Linked DNA regions of Mus musculus: regions 1, 2, 3 and 4 are each linked to region 5. A link is a contact called in public HiChIP or PLAC-seq and promoter capture Hi-C data. All regions are on one chromosome and are shown on one strand. Each heading gives the region's core, a stretch centred on a gene start, on an enhancer-like site or on the middle of the called end of the contact. The rest is flanking DNA. Distances are from core to core; before and after follow the strand shown.

What was found. Promoter capture Hi-C pulls out the DNA fragments that hold promoters and counts their contacts. HiChIP or PLAC-seq counts read pairs in DNA pulled down with a chosen protein or histone mark.
Region 1: a contact with region 5 is called in an H3K27ac HiChIP or PLAC-seq map of acute myeloid leukemia, with 10 times the contacts expected there. The contact joins the promoter of Itgae here to the promoter of Pafah1b1 in region 5. A contact is called at or near these places in 4 of 39 promoter capture datasets (cranial neural crest, hippocampal neurons and liver) and 5 of 115 datasets of contacts at active chromatin or transcription factors (acute myeloid leukemia, embryonic hindbrain, extraembryonic endoderm stem cells and 2 more).
Region 2: a contact with region 5 is called in a promoter capture Hi-C map of embryonic stem cells, with 4 times the contacts expected there. The contact joins the promoter of Zzef1 here to the promoter of Pafah1b1 in region 5. A contact is called at or near these places in 10 of 39 promoter capture datasets (the 3T3-L1 cell line, cranial neural crest, embryonic stem cells and 6 more), 1 of 484 Hi-C or Micro-C datasets (embryonic stem cells) and 8 of 115 datasets of contacts at active chromatin or transcription factors (astrocytes, cardiomyocytes, differentiating embryonic stem cells and 5 more).
Region 3: a contact with region 5 is called in a promoter capture Hi-C map of hippocampal neurons, with 10 times the contacts expected there. The contact joins the promoter of Camkk1 here to the promoter of Pafah1b1 in region 5. A contact is called at or near these places in 10 of 39 promoter capture datasets (the C10 cell line, cranial neural crest, embryonic stem cells and 7 more) and 8 of 115 datasets of contacts at active chromatin or transcription factors (SST interneurons, embryonic forebrain, embryonic limb bud and 4 more).
Region 4: a promoter capture Hi-C map of embryonic stem cells shows a contact between it and region 5, with 3 times the contacts expected there. The contact joins the promoter of Shpk here to the promoter of Pafah1b1 in region 5. A contact is called at or near these places in 9 of 39 promoter capture datasets (the C10 cell line, cranial neural crest, embryonic stem cells and 4 more), 6 of 115 datasets of contacts at active chromatin or transcription factors (astrocytes, embryonic limb bud, embryonic stem cells and 3 more) and 3 of 9 other capture datasets (adipose tissue, liver and macrophages).

The regions. Positions count from the first base shown.
Region 1 is chr11:73,087,049-73,091,951 of GRCm38.p6, forward strand. It overlaps Itgae (integrin alpha E, epithelial-associated), which reads left to right and starts at 3,535. Exons shown (of 31, transcript NM_008399.3): 1 at 3,535-3,606. The coding sequence starts at 3,570.
Region 2 is chr11:72,794,364-72,799,961 of GRCm38.p6, forward strand. It overlaps Zzef1 (zinc finger, ZZ-type with EF hand domain 1), which reads left to right and starts at 1,863. Exons shown (of 55, transcript NM_001045536.2): 1 at 1,863-2,287. The coding sequence starts at 1,934. Cyb5d2 (cytochrome b5 domain containing 2) reads right to left here and starts at 1,476. Exons shown (of 4, transcript NM_001024926.3): 1 at 1,150-1,476. The coding sequence starts at 1,399.
Region 3 is chr11:73,016,475-73,021,979 of GRCm38.p6, forward strand. Camkk1 (calcium/calmodulin-dependent protein kinase kinase 1, alpha) reads left to right here and starts at 2,514. Exons shown (of 16, transcript NM_018883.3): 1 at 2,514-2,653. 4732414G09Rik (RIKEN cDNA 4732414G09 gene) reads right to left here and starts at 2,367. Exons shown (of 3, transcript NR_152202.1): 1 at 2,183-2,367; 2 at 1-39.
Region 4 is chr11:73,197,137-73,202,115 of GRCm38.p6, forward strand. It overlaps Shpk (sedoheptulokinase), which reads left to right and starts at 2,346. Exons shown (of 7, transcript NM_029031.3): 1 at 2,346-2,544. The coding sequence starts at 2,383. Ctns (cystinosis, nephropathic) reads right to left here and starts at 1,883. Exons shown (of 11, transcript NM_031251.4): 1 at 1,782-1,883.
Region 5 is chr11:74,721,873-74,727,138 of GRCm38.p6, forward strand. It overlaps Pafah1b1 (platelet-activating factor acetylhydrolase, isoform 1b, subunit 1), which reads right to left and starts at 2,512. Exons shown (of 11, transcript NM_013625.4): 1 at 2,127-2,512.

The DNA of each region.
Region 1 (4,903 bases), core at 2,285-4,784, 1.6 Mb before region 5:
CACATGTGTACATGCATGCAGGTACACACGCACACTGTTCAGTTTTAATATGGAAACTATTTGAGAAGGTAGCCTAAGATGTCCATTTGCTTGGGCAGCTGTAACAAGATATCACAGATGGAAATGCTAGAAGTCTGAGAGGGTCCCAGCATGGAGAGTCCTCTCCTTAGCTTGCTCACTTGACCTTTCTCCTCTGTGTGTGCCAGTGACCCTTCTCAGCACCAACCCGTGGACTAGGTCTGAGCCCCACCCTTTTGACCTCTTTTAAACTTAATGACCTCCTCAAAGCCAAGTGTCTAAGTCTAGTCGAATTGAGGTGTAGATCTTGGATTCAGGAATTTGGAGATGGATATTGTCCAGCCCTTGGCACCTGGGAATGCAAGGGTGCCAGTCTGTATTTGTGCTTTCTAATTTCTCAAAAACCCATGATCTGGGTTTCCTTTCCTATCTTTTCTTTTTTAGTAGTTTGGGGACCTAGTTCTGGAGGGAACAGTCACGTGTGGCTCCCAGTTCAGAGACTTTTTTTTAAATCCATTCATGTAGCCGGGCTCATTCCTTAGCCTCTGTCTAATGCCAGCACTATGAGCCGTGAAATGGCAGACAGCCCCCTCTGATGAAGGCTATTTTAGGTGGCCTTGGGTCTGCCTGCCCCTGACTCCTTGTGGAGCTCATCTTCAAATATTCTTCCACTTTTTGAGGAAAGGCTGGCTGGGATTGGAACAACTTCTGTCTGGAAGAGAGATGGCAGGCCCCTTCCACTGGTATATGTCACACTTCCTGCTTGCCTGTATCTCTCAAGATAGTCTCCCACCTCCTGATACACACCTCTCCCTGAATATGTATCAGACTTCCCTTTGGGGAGCGGTAGGGAGAGGAAGTGGGGGCTGTCCTTGTTGCACAAGCTGGCCTGGCCTAGACCCCAGAATGGACTGGAGCTCGAAGTGCTCCATCAACCTCCCAGATACTCGGATTACAGACCTGCCATGGCTCTATAAACTTCCTTTTTTGAAATACTTGCAGAATCACAGTAGCATCAAGGATAGAACAAAGAACATCTTTTCTCTATTTTCTTTAACCATTCAGGCTTTCCTTTCCTTTGCCCCTTCCCCCGCCGCTGCCCAAACTACTTGAAGCATTTTGCACTGCATTCCACTTTACCCTCACCATGCTTTGTGCTGTGTTCATAGGATAGTTACCAAGGTCAGAAATATGTAGTGTCTGGTCAGGATAATAGTTGCTCATTTGTGTTGTAGGCTTCCTCTGTCTGTCTGTCCCGGAATGCTGTTTCAAGCATTTCTCCCTCCCCCTCCCACCCCCAGTTCAGGATCTAATCTGGCATTCAAGTAGTGGACTGCCTTTGTTCTGTAACTGGAGCTTGTCCTCAGCCTCTCTGTGGATATTCTGGAAGGATACAGTCTAGTTAGTGGTATAAGACTGACATTCAGCTTGGTTCCTTGGAAGTGTGTATTTGCCAAACTTCAGCCTAGGGCCGGGTGCTGTAAGAGAAGGGCGGAACAAGAGAGCAAAGCCAGGCCCCTAATCTAGGTGCCTGAAGCTCTGCTTTGTGGGAAAGCATTAGTATCAAATGGGCTGAGAGGGCTCCTCTGCAAGTCATAGTTACAGATGGCATTGACAATCTTTGGTGGGTACAAGAGGTGTTGGCACTCCATAGAGTCCTACAGAGGTGCAGAAAGTAACCTGTGCCCTGTGCAGCTCTGGCCATCAGCACTGCCTGGCCTCCTGAGGTGCCTGGGGTACACACTCAGTCTTGTTGCTTGCGGAGTTCCTAAGTGAGCTGCCATCCTGGGCTTTCCTACCCTACCAAGGGTGTGCTTTGTGATCTAGACTGCCCCTTTCTTCCCCATGGGCCAGGGATAGAGAATCCTTTAGTGGCTCTACCAAATGTCCTTGGATCAGGGGGAGCTGGGCTTTGAAGCAGTGATGGGCAGGTGGGCTGGCTGCTGGTGCCACTGCAGCTTGTGACAGGTCTGTCCAGCAGCCTTTGGGTGTTCTACACTATGATGTGGTAGTAAGACATCAGACCTGGAACTCTGCTTTTCTAGCTGCTAATAATGTGTTGTATGTGTGTGTGTGTGTGTGGGGTGGTGGTGGTGAACTGTAATCTCCTTGTGAATAATTGTATAAGATCTAGTCAATATCAGACCAAAGCTAACAGCGTGGAAATGTTTGACGTGTCACTGAATCGACACAGAACTGTGGCTAGATACGTTTTCCATGTGAAAAACAAAATAAAATTGATTTTCATGTAGTCATTAAGGCCATGTGGTTGTCTGCTTTTGCTAATACTATAATACTCCAGAATGTTCGCTTACATCTATGGAAGAATGAGAGGTTTGATGCCCAGCTTTTCTGAATTAAGATTAAGATTGCATATGCTCTAGAGTTCAGTTCTGTCCATACACTAACGTCATTTTAACGTGTCAGTTATTTGTGGCTGATAGCTCCAGTTGGACAGTTGGGTTCAAAGCAGCCCATCTTTGCAGAGAGGTCTTACCACATGGCCCAGGCTGGCCTTGAACTCAGTCTTCCCACCCTACACTCCTGAAAGCTGGGATCGTCCGAGGCTTACCTGTCCAGAGCTCTGCTGGGCTGTGCAGAATGGCTTCCTTCCCTCACTGCTGTGTGGGCAAACTTGATCATTGAGGAAATTAGTCTTTAGATATGACTGCCCCTGTTGGTAGTAGACTCTCCACCGCCTGGGCAGGGTCAGAGCTGGCTATAAAGGCCATGAGGTCTACCTCTTCTGTTAGGCTGGAAGCCCAGAGCTGTGAAGCTGTTACCCGCTTCAGACTTTGAAGACATTTGAACCACAACTGGATTGAAGCAATGACTTTAACTAATACATAGGGTCTCCATGCTCACCTGGTCCTCCACAGCCCTATGTGTTTAGTACAGGAGCAGACATAAGAGCCCAGTTCCTACCTGTGAGGCCACTTTCTATTTGAGGGGACCCAATATGGCTGGGGACTGACCCCATGAGTCTGACTGGGGAACATTTTGGATAGGACAGGCTGGAATTCACCTACGTGGACGACTTGCTCCTGCACCCCCTCTGTCTGCCAAAGACACTCAGAACGACCACCAGCCAAATCTTAGCTCACTCGTGCATGAGATGGTGAGTCTAGTGAGTGATGGAACTGGGCTGGCAATTGTCTTACGTTCCTAGGACCCAGCCCACAGCTATGGGTGAAGTCACGTGCTGGCCTTGTACAAGCTATGGTGGCTATGTCTACTTAAAAGTACCTCAGGAGCCGGGCAGTGGTGGTGCACACCTTTATTCCCAGCACTCTGGAGGCAGAGGCAGGTGGATTTTTAGTTCGAGGCCAGCCTGGTCTACAGAGTGAGTTCCAGGACAGCCAGGGCTATATAGAGAAACCCTGTCTCGAAAAACAAAAACAAAAAAAGTACCTGTGGGCCTGTGGTCCCTTATCTGTAGATGCTTCTGTCTCCACCTCCTGGCCTCCCCTGCAGGGGAAGGGAAGCTGAGTACTTTCTGAGGTCCTTCTGTGTCGCCCCACTCAGCTCACACAGCTGCATCTGCTCCAGCTATGAAGTGGCTCTTCCATACCCTTCTCTGCATGGCCAGTAAGTCAGTCTTACCCCCTGTCTTCAGATGCTATCATCTCTGTCTGCCTGGGCTCAGGATTAGTGGTTAGAGAAGTGATGGGCTTCCCTTGGGAAGAGCCTTTGCTCAGACAGAACTGCAGGTTTACTGGGGAGGACCTCTTCATTGTTGCTGGCCTCAGGCATTAGGGCTCTGCCACCCCCTTTCCCTCTCTATTCAGCCTCCCCTCACTCCGCCACATCCTCAGTTCTATGCCCAGTTAGTTCCCAGAGTGTGGGACCCAGTGATACCCTGTGCCACCCAGAAGAGGGCTCTTCTTTAATAGACCAGTTTCAGCTGCTGGGGATTGGAAGGACTTGAGAGAACATGAAGACTAGCAGGAGACTGGGGGTGAAACTCTACAGAGTGAATGTTGTGGGGGAAGCTGTTTCTTGTTCTGTGCTGTGGTGGAGGGGCAGGCATTTCTGCTGCCAGGGGATCCCATTCTGTCTTTAACCCTGAGTGGGGACTGCTTTTGGGACAAACTGCCCTGAGACCACCTTAAGATCCCAGAGACAAGATAGCATAATCAGCTGAACCCCCGGGGACTGCTCAGACAGGGCTCTAGTCTGAACTTACCTAGCCATCTAGGTCTCTTTTCTTGTTCATCTCTGGCAAGAGAATAGGTGAGTATCACACATAGTTACATAAGGGCAGGGAGCTGTAGCTATAGAAGCCAGTTCTTTGAAGGTATGAAGGAGCTGAGCCATCATAGGAGGAGAATGCAGGATGAGCACCCGCTATGAGCCAGAGCACCCGGAAGGCAAGCTAAACCCTGCTCAGATCATCAACGTTTTAGGGAATTTTGTTGTTGTTGTTGTTTGTTGTTGTTTTTCGAGACAGGGTTTCTCTGTGTAGTCCTGGCTGTCCTGGAACTCACTTTGTAGACCAGGCTGGCTTCAAACTCAGAAATTCATCTGCCTCTGCCTCCGGAGTGCTGGGATTAAAGGTGTGTGCCACCACACCCGGCGGGAAATTTTTGATATTTTAAAAAGACCTAGGGGAGCCAGTGAGATGGCTCAGCAGGTTAAGGCACTTTCTGCCAAGCCTGATGACCTGAATTCCGTTCTGGAGACCCACATAGTAAAAAGAGAGAGCTGGCTTGTCTTCTGTCCTCTGCATGATGCCATGCTCATGAGCACACACACTTATGTGCACAGACACACAAGCTTTGTTTTTTAAGCATTTGATAGTCACCATGGGAAGATAAAGTTGGTTGAACTATTTGTTATTTTGATTCCTAGACTTGTGTTTATTTCTGTTATCTACAGAGGGGGA
Region 2 (5,598 bases), core at 613-3,112, 1.9 Mb before region 5:
AGACTGTTTGAAAAGTCTGGAGAGAAGGAAGTGAGTGATCTGTATTTAAAGGTAGCTTCCTAATTCTCCTAAATGACCGGTGGACTGCTTGAAATTTTTGTCAGTCTAGTTACCAGTCTTGCCCTGCGATCTTCCTTCCCAAATAAACAAAGAGAGAGGTATTCTCCTTGGCTAGAAAAACAACACCTTTAAAATTGGTAGCTGGGAAGCTGGCTTACTGGTTAAGAGCAGTGGATGCTCCTCCAGAGAAGCAAAGTTCCCAGCACCCAGATCACAACCATGTTTACTAGTTACAGGGATTTGAAAACCTCTTCTGGCTTCGATGGGCACCAAGTACACAGGTAGTTCAGAGTTGTACAAGGAAGTAAAACACTCATACACATAAAATAAAAATTAAAAGCTATTAGGTTGGTAGTTCTCATATCTTGTTAAGGCTTTTAGTCAAATTACATTTTCCGATCCCCTCCGTTGTTAAGGGGTAACGGGAGCACAGCAGAATGGAGTTAATTTGATAAATGTTCTTAGGAAGGCTAATATACCAAATTTTGTCAGAAGTTTTGTTTCGTGTTGTTTTAGAGCCAGCCTGGCCACAAATTCCTGGCTCAATGGATCTTTGTAGCTCAAGAGATCCTCCTGTCTCAGCCACTCCAGTTAAAACACCACTTCTGGTTTATTGTAGGTATTTTAATACTACAAAAGATACTTGCTTTCCTGTGCTCTAACTTCATTCCCCGCTTGATTCTCATTTTTTTTTTTTAAAGAAAAGCAGACAAGTGCATCTACTAGAATTAAAAAAGACTCAAATATTATATTAGGGGAAACGGAGGCGGGCGGAGGAAAGGTTATTTCGGGTCAGTCTAAAGAGCCTGAAAGCACGGTAGCTCTAGAGACCAGGTAGACTTCTGAGTGTAACCACTACCTAACAAGACACATCTTTCTCCGAATCAGTCACACAGTGCAGCAGACAGAGTCGGAGGGTACATAACTAGCACAGTTGCGTCCAAGCTGCAAACCAGGACCGTGTCCTTCCCACCGCAGCAGTCTGAGGAATGTGGGATGACGAGGCGCGGAGGAATAAATTACTGGACGAACGCAAGCCGTGGCTACGAGCCCACGCAGGAGGAAAAGGTGTGAGAGCCTCGCCGATACCTGCGAAGCCGCTATAGTGCGCCCCAGGCTCGTAGTGCCTCCTGCCAGAGGACACGTCGTAGACGCGGCCGAGCAGTGCCAAGTACAGGCCCGGGTCCCCTGGGCCGCCGCGATAGCGGGCTAGCTCCTCGGGAAGGAAGAGGCGAATACCAGGGCGGGGACCCCACCAGTCCATCAACCACACGGCCATGACAGCCACCGCCGCCACGGCCAGGCTCAGCACCACACCAAGCCCGCATATCCTCAGCATCTATACAGCAACACACCAGACACGCTTCGGAGGTAGCCACCTCTTAAGCCACCACTAAGACAGCAGAGACGCCGGCCGTGACGTCGGCAGCGCGACACTGACAGACTTCACAGCAAAGTTGACTCTTTTGCCCCCGACTCTTTCTTCTTTTCTTGTCCAGCCTAGATTCTGAACGTGAAGCGTGGAGCAGAAAAGGGGAACAGTACAGAGAAAAAACAAACAAACAAACAAACAAACAAAAAGTCCTGGCTTACAGTTTATCCGCCCTCAACAAAGATGGCGGCAGAGGCGGCTAGACGGATACGTTAACGGGTGGGTTCCCGGGCTTCATTAAGCTGTCGTGAGCAAATGGAATCCGCTTGACGGCTCCGTTGCGACATCAGGCCTCGCTCGACAGCCAGGAAGCCGGAAGTCACTGCCGCCGCTGTGGTCTCCACCCCGTCCCCGCCCGCCAGGAGCTGTCGGAGGTTGACAGGTCGTGGCTGGGAGGCGGCGGCGGCGGCGACACCTCCGAGCACCCAAGACGGAGACCCCATGGGGAACGCTCCGAGTAACAGCAGCGAAGACGAAGCGGCGGCCGCAGGGGGTGAGGGCTGGAGCCCACATCAAGATTGGGCTGCCGACTCTGGCACGACCCCCGGCCCCGGCCCTGCGGCCGCGGTGCTGCCTTCCGCCGCTGCACTCCTGGAACCCGCTCGGCTGCGAGAGGCAGCGGCTGCGTTGCGGCCCGCACCTCCCTGCGAATCCCTGGTGTCGAGGCACCACGGCGCGCTCTTGCGCTGGCTGGAAGAGCGGCTGGGCCGCGGTGAAGAGTCCGTCACCCTGGAGCAGTTCCGGGAGTTGCTGGAGGCTCGCGGCGCTGGATGTTCGGGCGAGCAGTTCGAGGAGGTCAGGGCTGGCTGGCTGGCTGGCTGGCGACAGCGGTGCGGGAGCAGGGTGGTCGCCAATAAGGTCCTGAAGAGGTGGGCGGTTGCTTTGCGGAGGCCAGCCAGGAAGCCATAGGGTCCTCGGGTTCTTAGAATGGAAGTATGGCGTTGTCCGAACTCTTTCGGAGTGCATCACTACGGAATTTTGCTACGTCTCTCGCCTTTACTAGAGGTGTGGAAAGTCCAGGCTACATTAGCTTTGTTCCGAAGAGAGGAGCAAGCCAAAAAAAAGTCTCTGCATGTGGTAGGCAGACATTTGTGCAGTTGACAGGCTTAGTTGCTTGCTGGACCTTATCAGAGTAAGACAATTACGAGAAAGGATGTGCAAAGATCAAGGGAGTGGCCATGAAAACCATTCTGTTTTACTGGCCTGTGCAGGAATCTTGTAGAGAACCATCTGAGTCTAATGTGGAAGGAGGGTAACATTACACTGAAAAGACTCATTCTGCAAGCCGTTCATGACTATAAAATACTAGGTTTTGTTTGGTTGGTTGTTTTTTGTTTGTTTGTTTTTTTTTAACAAGTATACACTGGATTTTAAATCATTGAAGAACTTGTTCCAGGCTCATTTGAAACCTTATCAAACCTAAAGTTGATAGGGAAGCGTTAGTTTTCTTGTACTTATGAAATTTCTCCTCATATCTCTACTGAACATTTTGGTTTATGGTTTGGAAAAAACTGACCCAGAGTTAGCCTATAAATCATTTCACTAGCAAAGTTGAGAGTATCTCACAAACCTCTTGATTCCCACCCCATTCCCTTAGGTCCCTATTATCCTGCTCCCTGAAGTCTTATTAATTCCACAATGTTAGGACAAAAGGTTTTTAATGAGTAAGCCATGTAAAATTGTCAGTCATTGATTGGTTAGTGTGTAAAGCAAGAAACCCACAGTCACTTGTAACATAATTTAAAAGTTCTGTTTCCTCTAAATCAGAGGCTCTTGAAATATTTCGAGAATGTCGCCTGCAAATGATAAAAATGCCTACATAATATATTTTGTAAGTTTCCCTGTAAAAACTGCTTTAGTGCATTCTAACTCTCAAAAATACGGTGATACAAGACTGTAATACCAGACTTTGAAAGGCAATAGCAGGAGGATCAATTCAAGGCCATTATAAGCTACATAGTTTGAGTACAGCCTATGCTAGACTCACTTTGAGAAGGACTGTCTCAAAGGTCTAAAACATATATGCATTCACATTATAACCACACACAGTTAGTAAAAGGTCTTTATTAAAATAAAATTTCCAGGATATTCCTGGGAAGCACACATACATGATTCTCAAAACTTAAGAGACTGAGGCAGGCAAGTCTCTGACTCAAAAAAACCTAGAATACTCATAATATGCTCATTATAGTACCCACATCTTTTATGAGAATATGAAACCTTGGTAAAAAGAACTGTGCAGACTTGATCAAGAAGGTGACACTTCTTAGATTTGTTTAGAGGCAAATGAAGACAAACAGCTTTTACACAGTGAGAGTGTCTTGACAGGAACAGAATTATCTATGGGGTTTGTAGAGGTCATGTAATATAAGGCCAAGAAATCCAGTGAGCCACCTGAGAAAAACCCCTCAAGGGTTGTGGCATTATTCACTAATTCAACACCAGCCCTCCAGATGACAGTTCAACAAGCAGATAGGAGCTTCTATGGTGTAAGTGATATAGTAGAACAGTTAGATTCTAATTTAACAGTGACTGTGAGCCAAGAGGAAGCATAAAGAATATAGGGAGTTATTTAACCTCTTCTAAGGTCTCAAGGGGTTTCCAACAATATTTCAGTGGAGATTTGAAAGTGCAAGAAGACACCATGTAGGAGGAGGGAGCAGTGCTTTCAGGAGGAGAGGAATTACATCTTCAGATGTCTACTAGATGGAGAATCTAGTAATGCTGTGTGGTCAGAAAAAACAAAAAACAAAAAAACACCTGCTACTCTTTCAGAGGACTGACTTTAGTTTCTAACACTCGCTGCCTTTAATTTCAGCTCCAGAGGATCTAACACCTATTTCTGGCCTCGAACTGCATCTCCACACAAGTACACACACACACACACACTCACACACACACACACACACACACAAATAAATAAATAACAATTCTCTTTTTTAAAATCCAAAGAGACAAAACCTCATATACCAGTTGTTTAAATGATTATTTTCATTTCATTTTATTTTATTTTATGTGTATGGGTGTGCACCAGTGCATGCCTAGTGCCTGTGAAGCCAGAGGCTGTGTTAGATCCCTTGGAACTAGAACTATGGAGGGCTATGAGCTGCCTTGTGGGTGTCAGGAATTGAACCTAGTTCCTCTGGAAGAGCAGTGCTCTTCACTGCTGAGCCAACCCTCCAGCTCTCTATATTGGCGGATTAAGCAAAAATGTGTTGTTTCGCTTTGGTTTTGAGTCAAGGTCTCATTATATCCACCCCTGGTCTAGAACCCACTGTGTAAGCCAAGGTGGCTTTGAACTCATTGTGATGCTCCTGCTTCAATTTCTTGAATGCTGAGACTGGTGTGCACCACTTCATCCTGCTAGGAAACTGCTTTCTTATATAAAGATCCAGGTAGGCAGTCAAGACTGGTGTGGTATTTTAAAATTACACACCAGCCTGGCTGTATCCATATTGTGTTGTGCACCTCATAGGTACTTTTCATGTAGTGACCCAGTTTGTTCCTTCCGTCACTTTCGTCTTTCCAACAAGTAGAGAAGAGGAAAGGAAGGCCATGACCTTACCATTCTCCTCAGTAGCGCTTACCTCCCACAGACTCAGACTTAGTCAGTCCAGTGGCTGCACTTAGCCGTAAGAAAATCTGGGAGAGCGCTTCATTCCATGGCCTTATAGTTAGCTAAATTTGAGATTTAATTACTGAGGAAGAGAGTAAATGAGACTAGTTGGCTAGGTCATAAATTCGGGAGAATAGATGAGGCCGAAGGAGAGGGGCCAAGAATTTGAGTCCAGTAGCCTAGCAAGGAGTTTGGAAATTGGAGTTTTACTATTGTTTTTGTTGTTTTGAGAAAGGGCCTCTCTGTAGTCCTGGCTGTCCTGGAACTTGATGTGTAGACCTCGCTGACCTTTAACTCACAAAGATCTGACTACCTCTGCCTCCCAAGTATTGGGATCAAAGGTTTGTCCTACCACATGGGGCTGGTTATATCCTCTTAAGAAAGTTATAATCATATCGCATATATGACAGAAATTAACATTACAGAATTCTCAGCCCAACACCAAGAACTGATAATTTATAAGATAATTGGATGTTACTATTTTGTTTGT
Region 3 (5,505 bases), core at 1,264-3,763, 1.7 Mb before region 5:
CCAAGGCTCCTCGGTGTGTCTGGGTACTGGTGGCAACCTCTGCTAGGGTTGAGGTAATACATGTGAAGTGCCCAAGGCAGTGCCTGATATACATTGTCTCTGGAACTCACACACACACACACACACACACACACACAGGGTCTTCTTGGTTTCTTGGTGCTATAATCCTTGCTCCTTGGTTGGGCTTTTGGCTGCCTATGATGGAGGTTGCATTTGTTGTTGGTGGTGGTGGTAGGTTTTTTCCCCTTTCTTTCCTTTTTTTGTTTTGTTTTGCTTTGCTTTGTTTCGAGATACGTTTCTCTGTGTAGCCTTGGCTGTTCTGGAACTCGCTCTATAGTCCAGGCTGGCCTTGAACTTGGAGATCTACCTGCGTCTGCCTCTGAGTGTTGGGATTAAAGGGATCCACCACCACTGCCCGGCCCCTTTTCATGTTCTTGCTCTTGCTACCTGGTCTGGTTATGTGACAAAATTCACGTTAGTGGGATGCACAGGGAATGTTCCGTGGCGCTGTCTTTAAAAGAGCTACTGTTGGGGTAGAGAGATGGCTCAGTGGTTGAGAGCACATGCTGTTCTTACAGGGGAGCCAGATTCAGTTCCCAGCACCCACACAGTGGCTCACAACTCTCCGTAAGCACACACAGATGCACATATAGGCATACATGTAGGCAAAACAGTCACCCACATAAAATAAAGAGTTAGCATCGACCCTTCATTATTTTTCTCCATTCCAAAACCTGGAATGCATACGTGATAACTGGAGTTCCAGCCCCTATTCAGAATCACGAGGTCAAAGGCCATCTCCAGGGCTTCCTGGTGCAGGGAGTGGAGAGAGCCACATCTCAAAGGCTTTTGTGGAGCAGAGCCATCATACCAGCCCAGAACTGTTTTTCAAGATTTATATATATGTAAGATTTGTTGTTGTTGTTGCCTAGATCTTAATCTGATCCTCTCAGCCTTGCTTCAGTTGATCTGTTTGAGCCTTTCCATTAGAATTATGACTGGATCCTCAAGGACTCTCAAAACCATCTCTTCAATATTGGGGTATAGCTCAGTAGTAGCATCCTTGCTTAGAATGCAAGAAGCCCTGGATTCAATCTTCAAAACTGGGGGTGGGGGGAGGAGTCTCTGTAGCCCAGCTCTTTCCTGAACTCCAGCCCTATAGATCCAATCCTCCAGTTACTGGACCCAATTATTCATTTCAACAAATACATGCTGGGCATGCATCAGGAGGTCAGGCTGTGCTGGGCGAATTCATCTCGACCCTTGCTCTCAAGAGTTCTTAGTCCAGACAGGACTCAGGTGAAGAGGTGCTGAGATCTGGAAAGCACTGAGAAAGGGCTGCTGGGCATTCCAGGTATCCAGAAGGTCATGGGGAAGGCTTCCTAGCAGCAGAGGCATTGAACTAAGTGCCAAAAGACAAGTGGGGTTTAGGCAGGCAAGTGGTGAGGGGTGAGCTATGGAGGGCTTGAGGGGACTTAGTGGCAAGCAGTGGAAGATCCTAAGAGGCAGCTCTCTGGTGTTCCTAGTGCCTGTTCTGGTTGTCCCAGAAAGGTTAATGGGAAGTGATACTGGATTGGGGTGAGGGGTGGGGCTGCTGCACTAATCAAGTGGAGGTATACTGCATGACCGTGGTGGTCGAGTTCAGGGAGGGGCAGATGGTGGGGAGAGAGAGAGAGAGAGAGAGAGAGAGAGAGAGAGAGAGAGAGAGAGAGAGAGACTTTAGGGATCTTAAGAGGCAACATGGCAGATCCTTGTGCTACACCCGGTTGGGTCAGAAAACCTGCTACACAGGTAACTCCTGGTTTCTAACTCCTGGTTTCTAACTCCTGTTTAAGACAGAGACACAGGTGAGACCAGGTTGGAGATAGCAACATGGGTCTGAGTTTGAGGCAAGCAGTGATGTGGGGCATCTCCAATAGACTAATAATAGCAGGATTGAACCAGGAGTCTGTGAGGGCAGTCCCCAGGCATAACCACAGTCAAGGCCACTTGGTCCTGGAGGGCTCTTTTTCATTCCCTCAGCCCAGCCAGTCACCTCCTGCTCCTCTCCAAACCTGAGTGCCGCCCCACCCCAGCACTCTGACGAATCTCCCTCCTCCTTCCCTCCCCCAACCCCCCCGGAGAACACTCAACTCCAGGCCCTTCTCCCAGGGCCTCTACCTAGCCTCTCCTTGGTACGCACCGGGCCTCATCCCGAAGGAGGGATGCTCTTGCCTCTAGAGACTAGGACACCGGATTGAGGACTCGAAAAAAGCATCGTACGCTTCAGGCCAGGCTGAGGGGCCCACGACGTGGCCTGAGGGACATCGGGTTCCCCGAGCCTGCTTGTCTGCGGGCGCCGGGGGCGTGACGCGTCGGGGCCCATCCGCAGGGCCCCTCCCGAGCCACCTCCTCCCGATCCCGTCGAGACCCGCCCCCTCTACCCCTGGGCGGGAGGACCGGACTCTGATTGGACATCTCTGCGGGGCGCTGCGCGGCACAGCCAATGATCGTGGGCCGGCGCGGCGGCGGGCGGGGGGAGCGAGCGCAGCCTGGAGCTGCGGCGCCAGCGGGTTGAGCCGGGCGATCCTAGCCCGGCAAGGCGGGCAGGGCGGGGCGCGCACAGCGGGAGCGAGCCTGGTGCCCACCGCAGAGACTGTCGCCAGGTGCCTAGGTAGGGGTCAGCAGCCGGGACTTGGAGTTGGAAACTGGGGTGCGGACGGCTGAGCCGCCCTGTGCAGCCAACGGGCTGTAGAAGGGTGGTCTACAAGGCCGGGTCTACGTGGGCAGCCGGAATCTGGTGTGCAGAGATTCCCGCTGTGTCTGCAGGGCCAGGTCCTCGGGATGGTTCCCTGAGCCCGCATCTGTCTAAGCCAGCTATGCGGGTGCCCGACCACCTGCGTTTCTTCCGCAGCTGCTGTCTGTGGGACTGCATAGAAGCCCCGCGCGCGCGGTGCCTTGGGCCCGGCTCTGGGTGGAGGCCGTGTCTATTCGGAGTGGGCCTGGACGGGTGCACCCACGTGTGGATCTCAGCAGAGCGCTTCTCCCACAGCCCTCCCGTGAGTCTTCCGTGGAGAGCTGGGGGCGGGGTGATGAATGGGACGGATGCAGCGAGCGACTTCAGCTGCTGCGCAGTCGTCCCCTGACTGAGTGAGGGTGGCGGAGGCGGCGCTGTGGTTTCTGGGTCTGGTGGGTACAGGATTGGTGCTCCGAGGGTGCACACGTGCGCGGGGAGCTGTGTGTGGTGTTTGGAGGCGGGTGTGCGTGCGTCACGTGGACACAAGAGTGTGCCTGTGTACCTGAGGGGTGCGTTTCAGGATGGAGTGGTGTGTGAGCACCGGTCACGAGGACAAGGATTACATCTGTCAGGGAAGGGGTGTGTGTCTGTCTTGAGGGTGTTACAGAGTGAGCAGAGCTAGCTGTCACATGCCTTGGGTCCCAGGACTGTGTCCCAGTGAGCTCCTCTCTTTGTCTTGGCCAGGTTCAGGGTGTGAGAGAAGCGCACAGCTGTGTCCTTGAAAATCCCAGGGAAAAGGAAGAGGCTGGGTCTTCTGCGCATCTCTACCTCTTCCATCCAACATACGCTGTGGGTCAGACTGTTCTAGACCCTACTACCTGCTCCTTGGTCCCCCACGCCCAGTCCTCAGACCAGGACTGGGGCTTATTTTAAACCTTATCCAAGTGAATTGCTTCCCTGCTTAAAGACTCCTTTGGTGTTAGAGGCCTCTGGTTTCTGTTCACAAACCCTAAACCAAGCCTGTTGGGAAGCACTCTATTGCTATCACGTTGGGAAGGGATCTCTTTTAGACACAGGGTGAACTCCCATTTCTCCCTTGGGAATCCTGCTTAGTGGTCACAATGTCGCCTCCGCCAGGAAAACACCCCCGAGGCCAGTGTAAGTGGACCTTAGCTTCTCTCCTGATGCACACCTCCACTAAGGAACTTTCCACTGCAGCCACATCTGCTGTGCTGGTCTTCATACAGAGCAAGCACTGTCCCACCTCATGGCACTTGCACCTATGGGCCAGTCCCTCTGGCTCCAGTTGCTGTTCTCCAAGTGTCTACACTGTGTACCGCCTTTCTCCTTCCAAAGCTGCTTAGAGCTTGCATTGTGTACAAACCCTCTCTGCGCTACATCAATTGTGTCCCTAGCATCTTGCTCCTGCCCTGTCTTGTTGTAGTAGCTGTCTTCCCAGGGCATCCCACAGCACCTATCATGTATTTATTGCTAGCATTCTTATTTGTTGCTTCATGACTCTACTGGAAAGCAAATGGTGAGAGTGGGGACTTTGTCTTTGGGGGTCTACTGGTTTACCTCCTCGTTCTTATATTGCAGATACCCAGTGAATCGTTGTAGCAGGGATGCATGACTCTGGATTTGCATACCAGGAGTCAGTGTGTCTATCTACTCCCCAGATCCACACTAGAGGCAAACTCCGAACATATTAGAAATCCTCCTGTTAGCAACTGGTGTGGAGGGAGGGGTGATATATTAATCTGGGGTAGGGAGACCTCTGGAAGTAGTGAGAGAACAGTGGAGGTCAGAACTTGGTGATTTTATCCCCAGATCTGTGCTGTTTAAGGTGCTTAACTTAGTGAGTTCAGCCAGCCAGCGGGTGTGTGTGTGTGGGGGGTGAGATCAAAGAGGCTTCTCAAAGGAGGTGATGTCTGAACTGGTCTTCAGGCAGTGAAGCCAAGGGAGGTGTGTTCCTGGCAGAAAGAGCAGCTCGTGCAAAGGCCTGGTGACACAGAGCCTGTCGTTTGCAAAGCTTGAAGTAGTGGGGTGCAGCCAGAGTACTGCAGGAGGTGGAGGGGTGGGTGGTGAAGGTGGGGGGGGGACAGTCCCTTTGGCTCTTGCCTTTCTGGCCCAGGCCCAATGAAAATGGGGAAATGGAGTTCCCATCTCTGTGATGGGAACAGTGGATGAATAACAGAACGGGGATGGTGATGAGTGGGATAGATCCCTGAGCTGCCCAGAAACAGGGAGGGGGGAATCTCTGGAAAGAGGGTGGAGGCTCAGAGCTGGTGTAAAACAAGAGACCCACAGATGTCAGTTTCCACAGGTGGACTGAAGGATGCTTTGAGCATAGCGGCAGTGGGGGAGGCAGGAGCCTACCTGGGTGTTTGGGGATCCCCGGAGGTAGTGGGAGGGCCATCCTCACAGCAGGCATCCTTGAGCATGACTTGGCACCAGACTCCTGGGTCTCCCTTAAGGGGACTGAGTCATCCTAGGCAGGGGCGGGGAGCTGCAGAGGGCACCACTGCCTGAGCCATTAGACCCTAGCCAGAAGCATAAGCAGGCTACAGTGAAGTGGCCCAGAGATGTCAGGACTGCTTTGATGTACAGCCCACACGGCCACTGCCTCCTTGCATTTCCCCCTGACTATTCCTTTGCTGATCAGTGCTGTTCCTCCTTTGCCTGGATAGCTATCGGTCCCTGCCTCAGCCTGACTCTGGAACATTCTAGCCAAACTCTGAAGTCACTGGTCCCTGAAGTTACCGTAGGTAGGGCTGCTTGAACCAGTG
Region 4 (4,979 bases), core at 1,096-3,595, 1.5 Mb before region 5:
GCTGTTCTTCCAGAGGTCCTGAGTTCAATTTCCAGCACCTACATGATGGCTCACAACCATCTGTAATGAGATCTGATGTCCTCTTTTGGCCTGCAGGCATACATGTAGGCAGAATGCTATATAATAAACAAACAAATGAATATCACTTCTTGGAAGATATGGACTGCTTCCAAGTGAAACTCAAACACTCTGTCAGCAAAATGTTCCCCAGTGCTAAAGGCTAAGGCATCTCTGAAGGAGAAACCTAGAACCGATGGCGCCTACTATGCTAAAAAGATCAGTTGGTCAAACACACAACTAGGCTTGTAAAAAGTTACAAGACAAAGTTACAAGACTTGCCATGCCCATCTTCTGGTGTGTGTGTGTGTGTGTGTGTTTACCATCTTCTACACCTCAATCAGATGGCACACTTTTAAGAGCCTCTACTATCCCCCACAAGAGATCTCCTGTGGCAGCTTCCCTTAGTCAGGTGTCTGAGGTAGTCCTGCTCTTGGTCCATAACCTGGAGCTTCCTCTGTGGGAAAACTGTTAATTAAGGTGGAGGTCCACCATGACTGCATAGCCCATGGGTTCGGCATAAGTGGAACTTCTCATCCTCTGACCTTGTCTGGGGAATTCGAAGCCCCAACACAGGCCTCTACCTGATGACTGTCACATAGCCTTAGCAAGATTCCTTCCTAAGGATCAATTCCCTTCCTTTTCATAAGAACCTGTTCGGTGAGCACCTGAGATTCCCGAAATGCTTCCCCATGCTAATGGGGCATTTCAGTACCTCAAGCCCTCAGCCAATGACCTTTGACTATCCTGGATGTTCCTACCTTCAGTCCCCCAAACTTTATAAGCTCGTCTTGGAGTGGTCATTCACCATACCCACTCACAGGGCTTCCAAAACCATGCCCACCACTCTTTGTCTCTGCTCCCACTGCCCCCTGTCCCCCGTGGACCTAATTGGCCATAATCCATGAGAGTGGGGAGACCCACATTCCTCAAGGGATAGTACAGATTGGACAAGGAATATGTTCCCTGGAGATGAACTATCTAGGTCCCAGGTTTCCCATTTACTTGTATGATTCTGGAATACTTATTAACCTATGTTTCTTAATGGGGAAACAGGGACAGTGGTAGTTACACCACAGGATTATAGTGAGATGAAATACAAGGCATACATTCTCAAAGGGGCTAAAATAGGCTCTGGAGGTCTGAAAAAATAGCTGTAATAATTGCTTATCTCTCTCCCAAACGTCATAATAAAAAAAAATAGAGCTTACCAGCTGTATTAAAAGTTTGAGGTGGATTGGTAAGATAACAAAAAGTTGAGAAACAATGAGGTAATGTTATTACTATTACCACCCAGGGCTCCCAGCAAGCTCTCACAGAGCATAGATTGTTATTTTCCTCAATATTATTGAAAAAGGCAAGATCCAGGTACCCTCTCATTCTCTGGGAGAATCAACACGAGCTCCTGGAATGGTCCTAGCAGAATTTACCCCCAACCCCAAGTTACCTACCTGCACATTCCTAAGCCAGATTCAGGCGGCGCCACATACTGAATAGTGCCACCAACACCAGCTGTCAGTCGGTGTCCGTGCTTTTGCTCACCAACACCCTGGCCCTAAAACCTAGAGATGTGCGGGCCTGGGTTGGGGCCAGAAGCTAGAAACCCAGGCGCTGCCCCTCTGGTAGCGTAGGTTGCCCCTCTGAGGTGCGGGGCTAATGTCTGTTGGGGTGGGTGGTGTCATACCAGAAAAGGGGGTAGCTGTCCCGGTCGCGATGGTTCTCACCTGACAGCTTCCCAGGCTTGGTGGACAGACCTCACCAAAAGCAACAATCTCGCACCAGAAACCGCTTAGGAGTGTAAGGACTCTCTGAGCTCCGCCGACTTTGTGTGAAAGAGGGGCCAGCTGTCACCTGACCTGAACCACCTGACTTGAAGCCGCGAGCCCTGTGCAAGGAGCTCTGGAAGTTGTAGTTTTCACGAATACAGGAGGATAACGCTTGGTAGGGGTGAGGGAAGGGTGGAAGGGCGGAAGAGCATAGGCACCTTGGCAGGGACAGGGGCTCGGATGTGAGGGGCGATCTAGTCTCTTGTAGGGGAAGCAGGGTTCTCGAAGTCTCTGTTGTCTCCTTGAAGCCCTGTGCTCCCTGGTGAAGACCCTGGGACCCCAGGCACTGTCCCGGAACCTCTGACCAATAGATCCCGCCTTCTGTCGTCTCTCCACCTATCACCGGAGGCCGCTGTGGGGAGCGCGTGGTGTTTGCTTTCCTCGACCAATAGAAGTGGTTAAAAGATTGACAAGGAAGCTCCGCCCCCTTACTGCCCTCCAGAGTGAAGTGTTCCCCGGCGTGCGGTTCAAGCCACCGAGCTGTGCTGTCACCACTGCCATGGCTTCGCGACCTGTCACTCTCGGTATCGACTTGGGCACCACGTCCGTGAAGGCCGCCCTATTGGAGGCTGCACCCAGCCTCCCATCCGGGTTCGTGGTGCTGGCGAGCTGCGCCCGGGCTGCGAGGGCAGAGACTGAGAGCGCGGTGGCCGGGCCCCAGGTGAGGCAGAGCCCTGGAGCTGCCGCCCCGGGACGACCCTGGGGGCATCTCGGGCAACACCTTCCCGCGAAGAAGTACCCGTGATTGCCCAGTCTGTCGGACCTCCAAGGCCTGCTGCCCTTTCCTCTAGGGCTTCAAAGCCTGCTGCAGCTCAAGCTAAGCCGTTAGATTTTGCCCAGGGAGCTTTCCCACCTGCTGGCACCGATCTTCCCGCTCTCCGGCTTTTCTGGGGCCCCTGACCATGGCGCTGGATCCCTCTACTATCCGCCCATCACTTTTTGTACTTTGCGCCGAGAGGACTTGCTTTCAAAGTGATAACCACAGGCCTGACTATCACGCTCGCCACTCATGACCCTGTGCCCTCTAGTTCAGGCATCATTTCCGACCCCACCCCCTAGGCAGGTTGTGCTCTGGAAATGAGACGTAGCGTTAGGCTTACCTCATGCCTTTGAAGTTCAAGTAAACTGATAATTTCACTTGGTTACTCAAAGAATTCCAGCCCCTGCTGAGCATCTCTGGAGGAAAGTTGTCAGAGCAGGTGGGGAGACACTGAGATAAGCTGATGAACATTTTAGAAAAGAATCAGACTGATGATTATACGCTGCAACCACTGGCTTTTGAAAACTAGAAGATAGAAAAGTACATCTCCAGGGGTCCACAGGATGGCTCAGCAGTAATAGCAATTGCTGAGTGAGCCTGGTCACCTGAATTCTACCTTCAGAACCTACCATGGAAGGAAAGAACTGACTTTTGAAAAGCTGCCCCCTGACTGCCACATGTGCCCCATGACGGGCACACATGTTTGTGTGCACACACACATACATGTATACACATATATACACACACTATATAAATATATACACATACATATTCACACATATATACACACACATATATACTATGTATGTTCACACACATACAGTATATATACACACACACATACATTCATATATATACATATACATACACACACACACACACACACATATATATATATACACACACACACACACTACACACACACACACACACACATATATATATATATATATATATACACACACACACACACACTACACACACACACACACACACACACACACACACACAAACATACCTTTAAAACAAATGCAATGAATTAAAGACAGTGGACTCTGTTGGAAGATGATGTAAGTAGGATCAGAATGGCCTCAGATTCCATTCCTATTTGTTTCCTGAAAGGGTCAGTTTATAGTCAGTGAATTCACAGATATGAATGTCAAGGTGAGAGTGTAACCTCTCACTTTTTTCTTGGCCTCAACTTGTTCTCTGATCTGAACTAGGTGGCCACTAAGGCTTCCTCCAGCCAGAAACTTGGACTGAGTGCAGTACCTCACATTTGAGCTTCATGTCTCAAATGCTCTTGCCAAGGGTCTGTATTCGGTTCTTTGGGGGTTCAGAGTCCAATTTGTGGGATCACTTCTAATTTTCCCAGAGGCCTTCACATTTAATTTGGTTGGGGCCTCAGGGCATCTTAGAATGACTATTTGACTTCATGAATTACGACATGGAGAAGTTGGCTCTGATCCTGGGGAAGTGAGGAGCTGGGCCAAGGATTATAGTACAGTGGGTTCAGGCATTGCCCTTTTCTTGTGAAATTGATCTCTCTCCACCCCCACCCCCTGCCTCTCTCTGTTAGGAGATAGGGTCTTGCTGGCCTCAAACTTGGATCTTCCTCACTTAGCTGAGATTACATTTGTGTTCCACCCCATGCAGCCAGAATACAAGGTTTTGGAGGGAGACAGACTCTCTTGGTTGCTCGTCTCTGGCTCAGGCTCCTCAGCTGTAGGGTGCAGGGGTGGGTGGCTTTGAGTGAATTGCTGAGCACTCTTTTCAAGTCTGAAGTTCTAAGGGCTTGATCTGGGTATGGACCTACTGATGTTTTCAACTAAGAAAGAGCAGCAACAATGGTTTTCCTGTTACAGTATGGGTGTGCCCATTGTCCCAGGGCTGTCCCTGCTCCAGCTCAACCCTAAAATGAACTGCTGAACACAACCTCCTTGTCCTGACTTCCAGCTGGCTCATTTTCCTCCTCCGTGCTCTCCACCCTCACAACTCACTCACCCTGGACTCGTTTTAAACAGAGGCCCCTCTGTCCTGAGATGATGCGCCATCTGATGGCTGTTTGGGGACTTTTAAACTACCACTGTCCAACAGAAATGCAAATCACACATGTGAGCCACACATGTAATTTTCAGCTTTCGAGTAGCTATTTTAAAAGAAGTAAAAAGAATGGGCAAAATTAATTTAATTTAAAAGTTATTTATTTATTTATTTATTTATTTATTTAGAGACAGAGACCCACTACGTAGAACTGGCTGGCTAAGAACTTGCTATGTAACAGAGCTCTACCTGCCTCTGCCTTCTGAGTGCTGGGATAAAATTAATTTTCATTA
Region 5 (5,266 bases), core at 1,262-3,761:
CATATGTGGAGTTTTTTTAATACATGCACACACATGGACAGTAAGTACTTGTTTCAGAGCAAGGATACTGCCTTTATTCCAATTACTCAATGCCCTTCTTGAAGAAGAAAAAAAAAAGGTAGAAAAACTGAGATTCTAAGATCCACTATAGAGAAATGCCTTAATTGTCCCTACAATTAATACTGAATAACCTTACAATCATTAAGGATGAGAAAAAAACCCAGTGAAAGGGCAACTGAGCATTTCACAGCTTTGCTGGCGCACCCTTACTCCACCCAGTCCTCTCGGCTCAATGGCTGCTTATAGCAGCCACAAATATTAGCCCATTTTTAAGGGGGTGGGAGGATGTACCAAAACAGGGTATGCTCTGTCAAAACCAACATATGCACAAATATTTTGCGAAAAAACTGGTTTCCTTTCTGACTCTTAAAATTATATATACCAGCAGCTTTAAATATATTACAGAAAATCCTTCCCTCTGAAATCAAACAATGATCTTTTAAATAGACCGTGAAGGAGTAAATTACTCTAAATTCATATTCTGTGTTAATAAAAAAACACAATTTGTAACTGCCAATTATTTGCACAACTATGTCCTGAAAGACACATATTAGAAATAAAAGCTTGCTAAAGCCTTAATACCAAATCAAATTTTAAAGTTAAAGCTTTTAATGTAAATTCAGCATAGTATTACTAGCATATCCAACTAAGAATATTCCTAATTAAGGGATTGAATCCTGCAGCAATCAAGCTCTACTGCAGGGGGAAACACAGCAAACAACTGCTGTGGCAAAATGAAGAGAGAAGACAATATTACTGGCATGAGGCCCAAACAAAGTCTCCACCATCCCACCCCCAGAAAAGAAATTTCACACAAAACAAGCCAACCCAACAAAAAGAGAATTGCTAAAATGACCTTTATGTTACTGGATCTTTTAAAGGTTGTGAATCTTTAGGAGGGTGTGTTTGAAATTAAAGGTAAGAAAAGCAGTAATTTTATTTTCTCCCAATTGTCTCTTAAAGGGGGGGGGGGGTGAGGAGGAGGTATCCTTGACATGACATCGCCCATTGAGAATGAGACCACAAATCTGGTACTCTTCAAAGGCACAATTTCTTAGCCAAAAATACTGATAGGAATTACACCCAAACCCAACCTCAACAGAAAATTTCCTGCGCTCCTCCCAAGGAGTTTCTTGCTAAGTCACTGGAAAAAGCAGGCAGGATAACAAATAAAGCCAGGCACCTTGCTTTCTCCTATCTCAAGACTGAAATTCTTTCCTCTTGGGAGACGAAATCAGCCCACCGTCTCAAAAAAACATTTTCTCACCTGGGAGGCTAGAGAGGGTAAATAGTCACAGCGTTTCCTAATGGAGTGGAGAGATGGGATGAAGGGAATGATCGAGAACCTGGGAGCTCAGTGTTAGCAACGTCAAAAGACAACTCCCGTGCGAGGAGTCAGTAGCAAAAAGGAAAATCCTGCCCGATTCGGTGGGTGGATGCTGCAGATCTTTACTGAATGCAGAGGCTGGACCACCACCGCACCGGGGGGCCGAGGGCCTGAGCGGCGGGCCATCCTCCCCGGGTCCACCCTCAACCTAAGGACAAGCGGAGAACCCGACGCCTGGAAGGCCTGGTAGCTGCTGGAGCCCCGGCGGCGAGTCGCCAGCCAAGGAGGGGTGGGGACTGCGGGTTCGCTTCCGCGGCCCAGGAGGGCTGAGCCCTTTCCCCAAGATCAGAGAGCGACCTGCTATCCACGCCCTTCCCACCCAAGAATACTTTTCTTGCTAAGTCACGGCGGCAGGAGGGCGATGCCGCCCGAGAGGCCACGGCTTGAACCCTCAGCAGCCTGAGTAGCCCACTGCCAGGGTCGGAGGAACCGGAGCCAGGGCAGCGCCCTCCCAGGCCAGGGCCCCCTCCTCGGTGCCTCTCACTCAACGGCCGTCGCGGCCGCCATTTTGAGAGCGAGGAGAGGAGAAGAAGAAGGAGGAGGCAGCGGCGGCAGGGGGAGGGGAGAATGGGAGGGAGGGGACCGGCGCAGCCACATCGTCAGGCCGCCGGCCCGGCCCGCAGCCACCCGAGCGCGATGGAAGAGACAGAGGGGAGGGCGCAGAGCGTCGCCGCCTTACCGGAGCGCTGCACCACCGCCTCCGCAGGGCCTCTTCCGTCCTTCACTCCCATCCACCAGCGGGGGAGGGGGAGGGAGAGGGAAGGGAGGAAGGAGGGAGGGAGGGAGGGAGGGGGAGGATGGCGCGCTGGGCCCGGTCCCGGGGAGGGGGAGGGGAGGGCCGCGGGCGGGCTCCTCGGCCGTTCCGGGGCTCGAGCCCTAGCCCAGCGTTCGCTCGTCCTCTCGCTCGCGCCTGAGCGCTCCCCTCCGGGTCCTCCTCGCTCCCTGGACTCTCGGCTCGCTGCTCCTTCGCTCCCTCACTCGCTATCTCGGCCGCCGGACTCCGCCGCCGCCCCGCCGCTCCAGCTCCGTCTGTCACAGGAGCTGCCCCAACGCCCTGACGTCACCGCGCCGCCGCCGCCCCAGACCCGCCAGGAAGAGGGAGGGGAGCGGAGGGCCCGCGGCGCATGCGCGGGCCGGGCCTGGGCCTGGGCCTGGGCCTGGGCCGCGCGCCCTTCCGCAGGGTGAGCTGGCGGCTGTACCCGAGCCGACCGGCGAGCTTGCGTCCCGTCCGCGGCTTTTCTCGCTTCTGCCCCCTGATCCCTTGGGAAGCTTCCCTTTTGCTCTAAACTGCCTGACGGCTGGCGTCCATCACGACTCTTGCTCTGCCTCAGCGGTCACTGCGCTGTCCCGGCGGACCGCGGGTACCCGGTGCACTGGCATTTCGGCCCCTGCTGGCTAGAGCAGGAGCCAAGCCAGGATGCTTCCTTTCTGCCTTAGCCTGTGGGATTATTCCCCATCCCCCACCTACCCACCCACCCAAAAGGACCAAAGTAAATTGGTGGGCTTGGGCAGAAGAGCTGTTGAGGTTAAAAGGCAGATGGATTGCCTTGTGTTCCTTTCTGGTACAGATTTTTAATCGGAAGGAATCGCCTGTAGATGTGATTCAGCTATTCTTTTCCTTAGTCACATGTATTCATCAGAGATTCTGGAAACTGAAATCCACAGAAAGACCTGGAACTTTATTCTCTACAAGACATGTCTGTGTTTTATTATATTATGAATTGTATATTGATGACAAATCTGGGGGGATTTGATGTCAATTTATTCCACAAAGAGACACTTGATTTTTGAAAGGGAAGGTTTGGGGCTCTGAATTATTCAATATAGGATATTTAAGTATTGAATGAGATTACTTCATTATCCACTTGTGTTTTCCAGCACTGAGGCTTAACTGATTCTATTGCGTCCCTCGATGAAGGTAAATACTGTAAAAATCACTTGGGAAGCTGCAGAGTTAATGTCTCCAGTATGAATCCTGGTGTCACCACTGGGAATGTGACCTTGACTAAATTATCATATCTCTTTTTGGCCTCAGTATCAGTATAAAATAAACCCAGTAGCCAAACAAAGTGGCACATGGCACGTAGCCCAAGCTACTCAGGAGGCAGGAGACCAGCAAGAGCCCAGAAGTTCTCTGCAAGCCTCAGGAGCATCCTTTTTATAAAAAACAAAAAACAATGATGATAGTAATAAACAAGCTAGGGTGACTCACATCTGTAATGCTAACACTGAGGAGACGGAGGCAGGAGACTTGCCACGAGTTTGAAGCCAGCATGGTGTATATAGTAAGACCCTATCTTAAAATAATGATTTAAAGCTGGACATGGTGTTTTAATATCAGCACTTTGGAGGCAGAGACAGGTGGATCTTTCCAAGTTCAAGAGCCTTCTCTACCCAGTGAATTCCAGGACAGACAACTACATAGAGAAACCCTGTCTCCAAGAATAAATAATAATGGAGCAAACCTTGGGTGGAAGGAAGCACACATCCCTTATTCCAGCATGGAATGGCTGAAGAATGAGGATCACAAGTTTAAGGGCTACCTGGAAAACTCAAATGTTTTTAAATTTATCACTTTTAAAAGGGTGAAGAGACAGCTCAGTAGGAGAGTACTTGCTGAGAGAAAGAAAAGAAAACATTATAGAATTGACATAGCTGTGAGGCTTTGTGAGATTAGATGTTGCATGGGTTAAGGCCTGAGGTTTGATGTGTAACTCATGTAACCATTACTATCTAGTACCAAAGCCAGGCTCTTTGTATTGGGATGGGCTATCTTTATCCCTAGAAATTTTTTTAAAAAACATAAACCAATGACCTTAAGGGATTAGTTCTTTTTTTTTTTTTCTTCATCAACACAAGAAACTAAATCAAATAATCTTTAAAAGGTTATGTCCAGAGTTTCAGTTTTTGGATTCTATAGTCAAAACTATGGACAGCATGAGACAGAGGCTTGATCCTATCACTTATATCCAAAAGCAGCCAAGAAACATTCATTAAATTAAATTGTCCCTGATTCTCCCTGATTCTAAGAATTCACCCACCTCTCATATTTTATCTTTTGAAATATTTAATATTGCCTGGTATCTTGTTTAATATTTAATCAGATGAGTGAATAAGTTCTTTTGGGTTTTTTTTTTTTAATGAATGCTCTAAAAGTCAACAAAATTGCTTGGAAGCACATTGATAAACACCAACTTAATACAAGTAGGTAGCCTTAACTCGCATAAGCCTTGAGATCACATGCTTTTATGTATAGAAAAAAATGTAAGACCTAGATTGTACAATTATGTCCTAAAATAAGTAAAGATTTTATTTTTGTAGCAATCCTTCAAAAAAGCAGTAAGTCTCCTTTGGGGGAAGATATAACATTTTTCTCCCTGGATTATAATTTTTCTGAACAGATTATATGCTTAAGTTGACATGAAGCAAGTGTGTTACAGTTCTGTGCGTTTTCAGTTAGTTGCTAACACTGTATATCCACTTTGACAAATACTTGTCTAATGAAAATGGAGAATTAAGACATCTGTGCCATCAATCATAGTTCATAAGTCCTTCTGTAGAACCTAGGTCTCCTCAGGAGAAATTTACTAATGGATGTCTTGAGTAGTGTTTATATTTTCTTGTGGAAAAAATAAACATTTCATTTTTTTTCCTAAGAACAATCTAACAATCCCTCCATTCATTTGAATTACAAATCTTTATTTTTCCAGTAGACATTTTCAAAATGGAAACATTTGTTTCAATTGCTGCAGCAAAATTAGTGTTACTTAAAACAATTCTGCAAATAAGCTGACTGGAAGAAACAGTCCAAAAATATTG